2 separate regions of the Mus musculus genome follow, and region 1 is linked to region 2. The links are chromatin contacts, called in public promoter capture Hi-C maps. All regions are on one chromosome and are shown on one strand. Each heading gives the region's core, a stretch centred on a gene start, on an enhancer-like site or on the middle of the called end of the contact. The rest is flanking DNA. Distances are from core to core; before and after follow the strand shown. Region 1 holds the start of Hoxa7 (homeobox A7). Region 2 holds the start of Nfe2l3 (nuclear factor, erythroid derived 2, like 3).

What was found. Capture Hi-C pulls out chosen DNA fragments and counts their contacts.
Region 1: a promoter capture Hi-C map of adipose tissue shows a contact between it and region 2, with 6 times the contacts expected there. The contact joins the promoter of Hoxa7 here to the promoter of Nfe2l3 in region 2. A contact is called at or near these places in 10 of 39 promoter capture datasets (the 3T3-L1 cell line, HPC-7-derived erythroid cells, embryonic stem cells and 4 more), 1 of 15 datasets of contacts at CTCF or cohesin (embryonic stem cells), 4 of 484 Hi-C or Micro-C datasets (cerebral cortex and embryonic stem cells), 5 of 115 datasets of contacts at active chromatin or transcription factors (acute myeloid leukemia, bone marrow-derived macrophages, embryonic stem cells and 2 more) and 4 of 9 other capture datasets (adipose tissue, embryonic stem cells, liver and 1 more).

The regions. Positions count from the first base shown.
Region 1 is chr6:52,214,274-52,220,589 of GRCm38.p6, forward strand. It overlaps Hoxa7 (homeobox A7), which reads right to left and starts at 4,300. Exons shown (of 2, transcript NM_010455.2): 1 at 2,757-4,300; 2 at 1,350-1,757. The coding sequence starts at 3,132. The coding sequence ends at 1,444. Mira (mistral long non-coding RNA) reads right to left here and starts at 1,015. Exons shown (of 1, transcript NR_045199.1): 1 at 218-1,015.
Region 2 is chr6:51,428,171-51,434,491 of GRCm38.p6, forward strand. Nfe2l3 (nuclear factor, erythroid derived 2, like 3) reads left to right here and starts at 4,499. Exons shown (of 4, transcript NM_010903.2): 1 at 4,499-5,243. The coding sequence starts at 4,737.

The sequences.
Region 1 (6,316 bases), core at 3,050-5,549, 790 kb after region 2:
TATAAGCAAGCACACAGAGAAATAGAAATGTGCTTAAGTACACATAAAAACATGTGAAAAGAGACATGATACATTTGTCCATGAATAGCTAAAATTTGGACTCAGGGACAGTGGCTCTGCATTTGTTTCCCGTGTCTCTTTGGCCTACAGCCAGGGCTGGTCCTTCAGCTATGGCCACTTCCCCTTGCACAAGACCCTCTGGATAAAGCAGTCCGTGTTTCTTTGTCACCAAGCATCTTTATTGTTACATAAAACACAGGTAGCTGGGCTGGGAAGCGTGCCTTCTCTGAACCCCAGGCTGGGGGGTGGGACGGGACATGAGGAGACAAGGGAGATGATGGCCCCGGTGGGTGCTGGACTTCCCCCACCCACTACAGAATTAGTTCAATACAACACACCATGCTACAAAGTCACCCCATTAAAACATCCTTCCAAAGTCAAGACATTCCTTTACAAATGAGCTCCAAGATTATAGAAATGACAACAACACAAAAAAAATCTGGTTCAAATATACAGTATTTGTCCTTGTAGGAAAAGTCAGGGTATACATATTTGACATGGCTGAACAGTAGGACACAAAAGCAAGGGGGAGAGGACAGTGAGTCTGGGAACATCTCCTTAGTCCCACAAAAACAAAACCCAGAGCTATTCCAGAGGATGGCAGCCAGCTCGGGAATGCTCCCCTCCTGAAGTAGGGTTAATGGCCCTGACCTTGTGTCAAAGCCAGAGAAAGAGGGATTCTAGGTTACAGCACTTGGTATGCTTTGGAATAAATATATTATTTTTCAATTTAAATAGAAGCCAATACCCTGGTCCCTGAACCTCATTGCCTTGTCAGTGAAGCCTTGGTGACCCCAAAGACTATCAGTTAGAAGCATCAAGGTCCAGCCTGGGAGGGATGGGCACCGAGAAGCAGGTGAGCTAGCCAGCACACAATAGGTAGTTTAGGGCTAGTAGTAGGTAGTATTGATCATGGTTTGCAGGTATTGGCCGGGTGTGTGATGGGGGTGGGGCAGGTGCTGGGTGTCTGCCAGTGTTGGGACATGAAGGAGGCTTCTTAGGAATGGTGGCCCACTGGGGCTGGGCCCATAGGTAGTTTGGGAGTGCCTCTCAAAGAGGCCTGTGCTAGGTAGTATTTTGGCTGTGCCTGCGCACAACACTGGCCCAGGGTTGTGGGTATCTACTGGGTTCCTCAGAGGCAGAGAGGGTCCCCAAGGTGACCTAATTTCCCTGGGAGCTAAAGTGGGTGATTGAATGGAATGAGGGTAGGAACTGATTCCCTCTTTTTTTCTTTCCCTTTCTTTTTTCTCTTTCTTTTTTCTTTCTTTCTTTCTTTTTTTTTTTTACACTTTATTTCCCCCCATTTTTGTAACTAAAATCAATGAGTCTCTTAAAGACGCTTTTCCAACTGTCCTGTGCAGCCAGGGTCCTGTGCCTGGCCCTTTACTCCTCTTCCTCCTCTTCTTCCTCCTCTTCCTCCTCTTCCTCCTCGTCCGCCTTGTCAGCAGCTGTGGAAACGGAGGGCACCGCGTCTTCCGGGGCTGCAGTGGGAGCCTGGCTCTCATCTTTATGCTCTTTCTTCCACTTCATGCGCCGATTCTGGAACCAGATCTTGATCTGGCGCTCAGTGAGGCAGAGCGCGTGAGCGATCTCGATGCGGCGGCGCCGCGTCAGGTAGCGGTTGAAATGGAATTCCTTCTCCAGTTCCAGCGTCTGGTAGCGCGTGTAGGTCTGGCGTCCCCGCTTCCTGTCGGGTCCTAGGAACAGAAATTTGGACATATAGATAGACAAAACAGACAAGCAGACTAGGATGTGGACAGAAGAGTGCTTTAGTCAGGCCAGCAGCCCAAGAACCTGCACCTTCCACCTTGCCCAAATCCAGGTGCAACCCTCATCACCCTCAATTGAGCTGGGGGAGGGAAATTGTGAGCGGAAGGCCCCAGGGCCAGACAAGCAAGAACATCTGTGAGAAGCCTTAGGGCAGAATTCCAACTTTACAACTGGCCTTTCCAGCCGGCTACGTTTCCACAATGTCCTGCTTCCCCCTGACAAAGGGAAATTGTCAATATAGAGTGTGGCAAGTGGGGGACTCTGCGCTTTTGCCATTCAAAGGCGAGCCTGGCTGCTCCCCAGCCTTGCTAGTGGGCGACCCTCATCAGCAGCCCCATCCACAAGACCTTCCTGTGACTTTCCCACCCTCTGTCCCATTGGCTTCAGCCCCGTTCTGGAAATGGCCTCTGGTACAGTGATGAGTGAGGGATCCCGGAGGTCTCAATTCTCCTTGCCTTTGAGAAAGAAAGCCAGGCCGAAAGAAGGGAAGGAGGGGAGAGAGAGCTGGAGTCAAGAAAGAGATAGAGGACAGAAAAGAGGGGGATAGAAAGAAAGACTGAGGGAGAGAAAAAGAGAGGGAAGGGAAGAAGGGGGAGAGGGGGGGGAGAAAGAGAGAGAATATGAGAATGAGAATAGCGGAGAAACTTATTGTAAAAATTCCAAGGCAAATGGAGTTAAATAAATTTACGAGGATCGAACCCATTAATTGGGCCATAAAAAGTTTTATGAGCCTCATTTACATACAATGCTACGGGTCTCTCCACGCTATGGCGCCTCAGCTCTAATTAAAACCAGAAAGGCAGCGCCACGGGGACTTGCGGGGCCGCCGGCTGGAAGCCGCCGGGCTGGGCTCTCTCAGCCCCCCGCGCCCTGCTCCCGCCCCTCCGCTCCTCCCGCTCGCCGACCCCGCCGACCACTGAGCCTACCTGAACTGCGCATCCAGGGGTAGATGCGGAAACTGGCTTCGGCCGGGCCGTGAAGCACGCCCTCGTCCGCCTTGTCGCAGGCGCCTTTGGCGAGGTCACTGCAGAGCCCGGGGATGTTTTGGTCGTAGGAGGCGCAGGGCAGGTTGTAGGCGTCGGCTCCCAGGCCATAGCCGGACGCGAAGGGGCTCTGATAGAGGGGGCTGTTGACATTGTATAAGCCCGGCACAGTGGAGGCGAAGGCGCCGGCGCCCGGCCCGTAGCCGCTTCTCTGCGAGTTGGGTGCAAAGGAGCAAGAAGTCGGCTCGGCATTTTGGAAGAGAGAAGCCCCCGCCGTATATTTGCTAAAAAGCGCGTTCACATAATACGAAGAACTCATAATTTTGACCTGTGATTTGTTGTCCGGCAGCTTTCAGTGTCGGTTTTACGAGGTAGCGTGATATATGATAACATTACACCCCCAGATTTACACCAAACCCCATTTTCTTTTGGACGGAGCTCGCCGCGGCACGTGACCGCCCACATGACCGCCTCCGCCAATCTCAGCAGCCCTCACAGGTGGTCCCGCGCCACGGGCCGCCTGCCTCCTAGAATGGAAGGGGAAGAGGCTCACAGACGCGGCCTGCCTGCACCGGGCTGCCAGGGCGCCCGACGCAATCAGACCCCTAGGCTCCGCCAGAGCCCCGTCCCAGCCGCCGAAGCCTGGAGGCAGGGATCTCGCCCCCTCCCCCGACAACCTCATACCTATTCCTGAACCCCAGATCCACTGTGTGGATTCCCCCTGTTCGGGCCCTCTCTGAGGGTCCAAGACCCAGGGTCTCTGTAACCTGTCCGCCCAAAGATGGTCTAGAGAGGGAAATCCACTCTTTGCCCACCTCTCTCTATAAGCAGGGAAACCTTTAAGACCTGATTTGATGCTCCAGCGCCAACACCGCAGGCGCGGTGTCTCCTCTAGCCGAGCGGAGAGACCGCTGCCACAAACTGGAACCATGTGGTTCGAATAAAGTCAACGTCTCTCAGCTTCCTTTCTTTAATCGGCGGCGCACTGTTTATCTGCCCTAAAGGAAGCAGTGAAATATTTATCTATTAATGAGCCTCATTTGCCAACAGATATACTAACATGGGATTCCTTTTCTCCTCCCGGACACTGCGGCCCTGGCAGTTTCTCTGCATTTGCTCCTGGGCACCTGGCTGGCTGGCAGCAACTCCAGAGATAGCTCAACACCCGCTTTGTCCTTGCCACAACCCCTAGTTACCCCCTAGATGACAAAAAACTGGGGTATCCTCATTCAGTTTGGGAGAAACTCGGCTCCACAAATTTTAAAACACATCCGTCATACACTCCTGGCGGCTCTCAGGCAAGCAAGCCTTCCACCCTGTGGGCCGGTAACAGTTTTAGAGCTGGATTAGAGACAGGAGAGGTAATCTCAGGACCTGGGTGCTGTAGCTCATTGTGGAACCCCAGTTCTTTAGGAGACAATAAAAGCGAATAAGGGAGCCCTTTCTAGGGGCCACCCAGATCCCGCGGCTTCACCTTTCTAAGCACTGTGTGCTTGCTAAGCACAGCCTCGTTCTCTCCCAAATAGTAGCCCACCCTGGGGGCTTACCTTGCTGGGCTTCAGACCCCCTCCCCCTGCAATGATAGGTCGGGTGAAGGCTCTGCTGCCCAACGCTCTCTGGAGGATATTTGGGTGAACCCTTCCCCTAAACGCCTCATAAACTGCTCAGGCCATGCTGGAAGACTGGCGACCTTTTACTGCTCAGCTCGATTGCACATCATAAACCCGACTTCACAATGGAATTGCCCCGGAAATTCTCCTCTAAATTATAGAGTTTGGTTCCTGGTGTACAAAGCACTTTCTTATCACTTTCAGTGGGTCCAGGCTGCCTCCACCTACCCCACCCCCGTTTACCGCATCCTCTCAGGGGGGTCTTGGAAGCACAAAAGACAGAGGGATGTTCAAATCCCGCTGGAACGAACCCCAGCTCCTACCTAGTAAAGGGCTCAGGTTTTGGTGGGGAGGAGGGCAGGTGGGAGCTGGGCTATCTCCCCTGGAGCATAAGGACCCTAAGGCGGCAATATCCGGGATCCACTTTATGGTGGACCAGGATGGGAAACAGAAGAGGTGAAACAGGGAGGGGGTAGAAATCGAAATAACAGTGTCTTCTAAGAGAGAAATAAAATTCTAAAATAGCTAAAAGAAGATGAAGCAAACCAAAAGAAGGCTAGGAGATCAAAGAGGCGAAATTAGACTGCTTTAGACCAATAAATTGTTCCTGGGGTGACACAGAAGGGCGCACAGTGAAAGGCCAGGCAGGCCCAGGCGGTCTGTCTAGACTCAGGAGACTGGAGCAGTCCAAAGGCACGTGTCTAAAGTGGAACTTCTCTTTAGAAGGAGACCTGACAACCAGAGTTCGGAGTTGGGTTGAACAGGAAAAACACGACACTAACACACCTAGGAAGGTCATCTGAATTTGGCCTGAAAGGACTAAGTGGTTCCCACAAGAGACTCTGTGCTAGTTTGCCAAGGCCAAATAGGTCCCAAATTCTGCTGTTTTCAAGGTCTTGGCACTTCTGGGCACAAGTCTTCCCTCTGAGTGGGATTCAAGACTCACCAAAAACCCTCACTTCGTTTCTGTGTCTCTTTTCCCTTGGCAGACTTTGAACAAAATCAGACTCTCAGCAAGGCCTATTTAATTATATGTTTTCTGACTGTTGGCTCCCTACTTATTTAATGGAAATGTATCTGTTATGTGTGAAAATATTCACACACTATTGAGCCCAGACCCAGTTTTTAATCTGCTATCTAAATATTTCCCAACGCTGTCCCAGAACTAGCTTTCAAACCTACTGCCAGAGTTTGTTTCCTCCGTTTCCTGTGGCCAGATAGTCCTCAATGTTTAAATCTAGGTTTAGAATGTAAACGCAGACCTTTGCAGCAAAACGGCGCCTTCTAGAGAGTCCAGTGGTGCTGAGTTTGGGGGACTTTGAACCTTTCTAGTCTCCTCCCCTGAGAAGATGGTGGGCTTCAGCTATTGGGCTTGGAGACTATGTCCCCCGACTTAGTGAAAGGCGCCTGACTTGGACGCGGCCACCAATTCCTACCCGAAGCGAATAAATAAGCCCAGTTCCTTGCCGGGTCTTGTCCGGACGAAGACAGCGACAGGCTGTGAAAAACCTCTCAGCAGCGAAGACCAGAGAGCAGCCTGCCCCGCCGCCAGTCGGCCAAGGGCAAGGGAGGCTGCTGGCCTAGTCATTTCACCAGGCCTCTGAGCTCCTGGAGGCCTGCACCTACCTAGGGCCTCTGTGATCCGTGGAGGGAAGCGGCTGCTGCCAACCAGTGACTTCCATTGTTAGAAAACTGGAGCATTCTATTTGTGCCCACTGCTCAGCAGTAACATAAATATAGATTTCTCAGGATTAGGATAGGTATCTCTTGGTGCTCTCTCCAAGAAGCTATAAAACCCTTCCTACAATCAGATGCTGTGAAGTAGCATGAATTACATACGGAAATATAACGAGGATATATGCCTGTAGTACCTACGTGTGTGCAGGAAGATTT
Region 2 (6,321 bases), core at 3,249-5,748:
ACATGCGTGTTTCATTTAGAATATGCACAGGTTAGGTATCTCATAAAGGAGGGGAGGAGGAATCTTCAAAGGAAGAGGAAATAGCATGCAGTGTTAATAGGGGACAAAGGGGAAACTAGAGTTAAAAGGATTACATGGGGAGGTGGATGGGAGGGCAGTGTAAAGGAGGGAACATGGAAAAATATAACAGAAAGGCCATTTGAAAATTCATTTGGAAACCTACTATTCTAGAAGCTTCCTAAAATATATAAAACAAATTTAAATGAAGTGACCATACAGTGGGAGCAGGGTACCTCAACTAGATTGCATGAGCTACCAAGCAAAACCTAGTTCCAAGAATAAGTGACATCTTATTGAGTTGTAGATCAAAGCAGATCCATCCCCCAGCCCACCCCACCCCTGGAACATTATAGGCTATTTGAAATGTTATTGATTACCCCTCCTCAGGAGCACTGTGGAACAACAGAGTGACCATGTGTGTGCAAGGTGGGCTGAGAAGCTGAACAGAGCCCTCAGAAGAGAGATCACTCTCTTTTGTTGTTGTTGTTGTTGTTGTTGTTCGAGACAGGGCTTCTCTCTATAGCCTTGGCTGTCCTGGAACTCACTTTGTAGACCAGGCTGGCCTCGAACTCACAAATCCACCTGCCTCTGCCTCCTGAGTGCTGGGATTAAAGGCATGCACCACCACGCCCAGCGAGAGATCACTCTCAATTCCATCATTACCAACCTTCTCTATTGGAACCTGCTGGTTCAACAGACCACAGAGTGAAAGTATTTGAAAGAATTGTCAGCACTGAACTTGTACAGATTTTTTTCTCCATCCTTAGAGTATGAACAATAAAGTAGAACAGTTCTTTACATGAATTTGCGTTGCATTAGGAATTATAAAGCCAGATAGCCTTTGTACGCCAAAGGGAAGGCCTTGGAACTGATCTCCTAAGGAAACCAAGGGGACGCACTTACTTCCTCTGGATCAGAAAGTTTCAGACCCATTGAGTAGCGCTGATGTAGGAGAACCTTGCTATTAAGGTAGCAGTCCCCCACGACCAGATGGCTTTCTGAGTTCCGCACAAAAACGGAGGGCTCCCTTTCTCAGCGGGGCTTCCCTGTCTCTGCCTGTCTTTGTCTGGAGAATGTCCCTGAACACAGGTGGCTGGCCTCGTCTGAAAAGTGACTTTGTACAGAGCTCTCTGCCGGGCTGCATAACTGAGCACACATGTCTTCTCTGGCTTCCCACCACATGATACTTAGGTGTTGTACTATAACCAATCAGCCCTGACTGCTCGCTTGATGCCATGCCCGATAAGCCCTTCCCACCTGTACCCCTAAAGTAGACTCATCTCGCTGATGTGGTCTCGGGTCTCCTGGAGGTCATTCAGTCCGTACTCAGGGCCCTCCCCACTCCGAACCCTGTTCTCTGCTTCTGCTTCCTCTCTCCCCTCAGGCTGTTGGCCACCAGCCTCCAGGGAGAAAGAGGGAGCCACACATTGATTTAAGGATTTTATAAATACAAGTGACTTTTAAAAATGCCCTGCTTAGCCGGGCGTGGTGGCCCACGCCTTTAATCCCAGCACTTGGGAGGCAGAGGCAGGCGGATTTCTGAGTTCGAGGCCAGCCTGGTCTACAAAGTGAGTTCCAGGACAGCCAGGACTACACAGAGAAACCCTGTCTCAAAAACACCAAAAAAAAAAAAAAAAAAAAAATGCCCTGCTTGCCAAATGTAGTAGCACACACTTTAATCGCAGCCCTGCCCAGCGGCAGAGGTAGATGGATCTGCATCTCACTAAATTCCAGGCTAGCCTAGCCTACATACTGAGTTCCAGGCCAGCTACCCTTCCCCCAACCCCACCCCTCCAAGGGAGGGAGCTTGAGACAGGGTTTCTTTGTATAACCTTGCCTGTCCTGGAACTTACTCTGTAGACCAGACTGGCCTCAAAAATCAATCTGTCTGCCTCTGCTTCCTGAGTGCTGGGACTAAAGGTGTGTGCCACCACTGCCTGGTGGTATCTACCCTTTTAACTAATTAATTAATTAATTAATTAATTAATTAATTAATTTAGTCTTTCTTAGACAAAGGCTTACGTAACCCTGTCTGTGTTTGAACTCTTGCCTGATCCTTCTGCTTTTTCATCCGAGCTCCCGGGGTTGTAGGTGGACAGCAACCACCACATACATCTGTCCAGTTTATGTGCTGCTGGGAAGGAACTCCAGGACTTGGGCTGTGAATATGGCTCACTGGGGAAAGACACTTGCCACCAAAGCTGCTAGCCTGAGTTCAATCCCTGGGAGCTATTACGGTAAGGAGGAAACCAACCCTTGCCATCTGTCAAACCCGGGTTTGTGCATGCTTGTCAGGCACTCTACCAACTGAGCTACATCCCAACCATGGGGGAAATGAAACATTTTGGGGGCACCAACTATGTATAAGGTTCTGAAAGTTGCTACCATGACTGATGGCTCATCTATATTCTTATTTGGTTCACAGCATGTACTAGAGAAACCCATAAGTCACTTACATCACAGTGTTTTAGAACTCAAGTGCCATCCTTGTTTCTAAGAATTTCACAGATTTATATAAAGGGAGGAAGGGAGAGAAGGAGGGGAAGGAGGAGAGAGGGAAGGAGGGAGGGAGGGAGAGGAAAGGAGGAAGAAGGGAGAGCATCTTACGCCCCTAACGAGCTCCAAGCTACTGAGCTCAGGCGTCCCATCTCATATTCTTCGCAATCTCCAACAGCACACGAGGGAGAAAATCAGTCTATAAAAAGCTGAATGTGGCAGACATTTACTGAGCCAAGATCATCCCAGTATCACCCCCATCCCCATAAACGCACCCTCATTCCCAATCACTCAAGACTTAAAGCAGAAACACCTTCTGCCTGGCATGGCAGTACACTTCTTGTCATTCTCATACTAGGGAGGCAGGGGGTTGGAACATATGAGTCCAGCCAGGAATACACATTGAGACATTGTCTCAGAAAACCAAGGACTGGATATGTCTGTAGCTCTGGGCAGTCTATCCCTAGCAACTCCTAAAAACAAAAATCTTTGCTTCTACTTTTGCTGGACAAGATTTGTCATACTAGATAGCCCCTGGGGAGAGAGAAAAGGAGGAAGGGAAAGAGGGAGGGAGGAAAGGAGAGAAGGAGGGAAGAAGAGAGAGGAATGGAAAGAGGGAGGGGAAAAGGGAGGGAGAGACCTCCAGGAAGAAAGAGAGGGAGGGAGGGAAAGAGAGAGAGAGGAAAGGAGAGAAGGAAGAAAGGAGAAAGGGAGGAAGGGAGAGAAGGAAGGGAAGGAGGAGAGAGGGAAGGAGGGAGGGAGGGAGAGGAAAGGAGGAAGAAGGGAGAGCATCTTACAAATTTTCTAAGTTGACAAACCCTAAGTGGGGCTAGGTTCCCCAGGGGGAACCAGGAGGGCTTGGTAAAATCTCCACTTGCAAAGCCCATGTTGGGTACTGTGTAGGTACAAAGGTGAGCCAAACAGGTTCCTGGCCCTCAAGAGTTTACAAGAGTCAAGTCATACTAACCCTCGGCCTCTGTAAACCACAAAGTAGAATAGGCCAAGTGCTGCAATGCTGGCAGCTGGGGAAAGCTCTGTGGGAGAACAGATGGGAGAGAGATTAATCCCATATGCTGAATATTCAGAGGATGGAGCTTTAGGGGGCTACCCCTTAGAAGATGAGGGGGCAACAACCCACAGATAATAGAGTACTTCCTGCCTGTGCTTGATGGTTTGCCCGAATCTCCGGAAAGACACATAAAGTGAAATTTTGCCTAAGTTCAACCTAGAAAGCAGTGTTGGGGCTGGTGGATTTGAACACACACAAGTCCTGTAGAGCTGGTATTCTCAGCCCTCAGGTATGAAGCAAAAATGCCATGAGAGAAGACTAACAATTTGCAAAGTATGTCTAGGGAATAGTGAAGACTCTGTAAAGGTGTAGATATGTGCATGTGTCTATATAATATTCTTTCACTGAAAAGGAGGCTTGGAATCTGTATCGATTCCTGACTTTCGTAGATTTCATCTGATCTCCCTGAATCCCTATTTGGGGTACTATTCTCCTTGTTTTGCCGACAAGGAAACAGAAACACTGATTATTAAGAAACCCTCGCTGTCTGGTGATGGGGGTGCAATCTGAATTTAGGGTCTACTCCTCTTACCCTCCGTGCTGGCCAGTAGTTGCCCACCTGTGACCACTTGTGCTTAGTGCTCAAAACTGGCTACTTTCTCCCTAGTTTAAACATCCTTGTCTCCTCCCAACTTCTCCAACTTTCCTCCACTCCCACCCATAGGTTTTTTCAGCTAGAGTGGTCCAGGTCACTACCACAGGGCTGCCAGGGGCATCTGGGAGCTTTAAATCTGCTTCCATTCCAAAATGCTTTGAAACTCCTCCTATAAAGAGGCCTGGAGCCCAGAACAGATATGAGTGTGTCCCAGGGGCTGTGCCTGCGGCTCGGGGCGGGGCGAAGTTTGAAGGGGGCGGGACTTAACTGTGGGCGTTGCCAGGCAATGGGGCGGGTTCTGAGAGCTGGGTGTTGCAGGTGTCTCCTCCGCCTCTCTGGGTCCCCGGCCGCGCCAGGCACTGTGTGGGCAGCCGAGGGAGCGCCTTTGTGCCTGGCTGGGGTGAGGCTGCAACGGCCCCTTGTACGCCCTGGTCCATTGTCTTTTCGGCTGGTGCCACAGGGGCGGCTGTAGTGCCAAGCCGGGTGGACACAGGCATCCCCGGCGCACCGTGGGAGATGAAGCTCCCGAAGCCTTGGTGGGCGGGCGGCGGCCTCCTGCAACTCACGATTCTGTTGAGCTTGGTAGGGCTCCGTGTGGACCTGGACCTCTTCCTGCCGCCGCCGGCCGCCGCACTTTGGGAAGAGCTGCTCCCACTCTGCCCCACCCGCCCCGCCTCGGCTTCTAACCCCTTCTCGGCTTCGGAAGGCTGGGAACGCACCCCCCTGCTACCTGCCAAAGGCCGGCTGCTGCACGAAGTGCGCGCGCTCGGGGTCCCCTTCATTCCCCGCACCCGCGTGGACGCGTGGCTAGTGCACAGCGTGGCGACTGGGAACGCAGACGGGGCCCACGGGCTGCTCGGCACCGCCGCCTCGTCGGCCGTGGGAGACGGCGGCCAGTCAGCATCCGCGGGCGGCGGGGACCCCCGAGCGGCTCATAGCAGCCCTCTGGCCGCTGAGGAAGAGGAGGAGAAGGCGGCCGAACCGACGGCGCAGGTGCCAGATGCAGGCGGATGCGGGAGCCAGGTAACCTAAAAAAACGCAAGCGAGAAGCACGTCTACGCCCTCCAGGGCAGAAAGAACTGGCCCCGAGCTCTAGGGTCCCGATGACTAGGCAGGGTCACACCCGGGCTCTCTTTTCTCCCTACTCTAGGTAGTTACAGGTTGCGGGACAAATGTGCCCCGCCTCCTTTTGAATGAAGAGGGTGAGTTCTGGGGATTTGCTTTTAGGGAAAGTGTATGAAATCCATTGCGTGCAGAGACCACCCTTCCTTGTGTTTGATGGCTGTGGAGGGTATTTTGGTAATGGGGAAGCTAGAGGGAATGGTGCTGTCTGGACGTGGCCTTTAATCGTACCCCGAATGCATTAAGATGCCTTGATGGGGAACCTGTACCGGAGTAGAGAATATGAAGGAGGCCTCAGCCCCTGAGAAGATGTGCATCTCTCTGAAGAACCACGCACCTAAGCCGAGACACGATCCTTGCCCTGAGTTTAAACGTTTGTGGATGTGTTGTTGTGCTCCTGGACTAAGTAGGCTCGGTGTTCAGTGCAGGTGGTCTCTCTGTGATCTACCATCCCACCCTTGCCTGAGAATACTCCCTAATGGGACGTGTGAAATCCATAATTGACATAAACATGACACGTAGTAAGTTCCCTTTGGTTGCCGGTGCTCCCCTGCAGCTGAACTTTTTGTTTCTAAACAGTTCTGCAAGATCTGTGGGCGAAAACCTCAGGAAAGACCTGGCAACTAAAGCGCTCCTGTCTCCCAGGGGGTGCGGGTGGGGGGGGGGGGGAACTGGCTCCCTTTTAGGCCCAGTGCTTGAGGTTAACTGATGTCAATCCACAAGTGTTTGTAGGAGGTTGTTTTTGTGAAAAGCAGTCTTGTGCAAAATGGGAATTGGAACTAAACTGGTTTGTTTGCGGCTGTTCAAAATCACCGTTTGTGTAGGCAGTTGTCTGACGGGCTCCTCCACCCTTTCTTGGAGGGGTCATTGCGAGAGGTGCTAGTGATTCATTGTTAGGCTGTTCTGATCCCTTCCTCCTCTCTGGGAAGGGAGCTAATAGGGTGGGGGTTAGTGCTAGCGGTGATAGGCCCCTGATGGT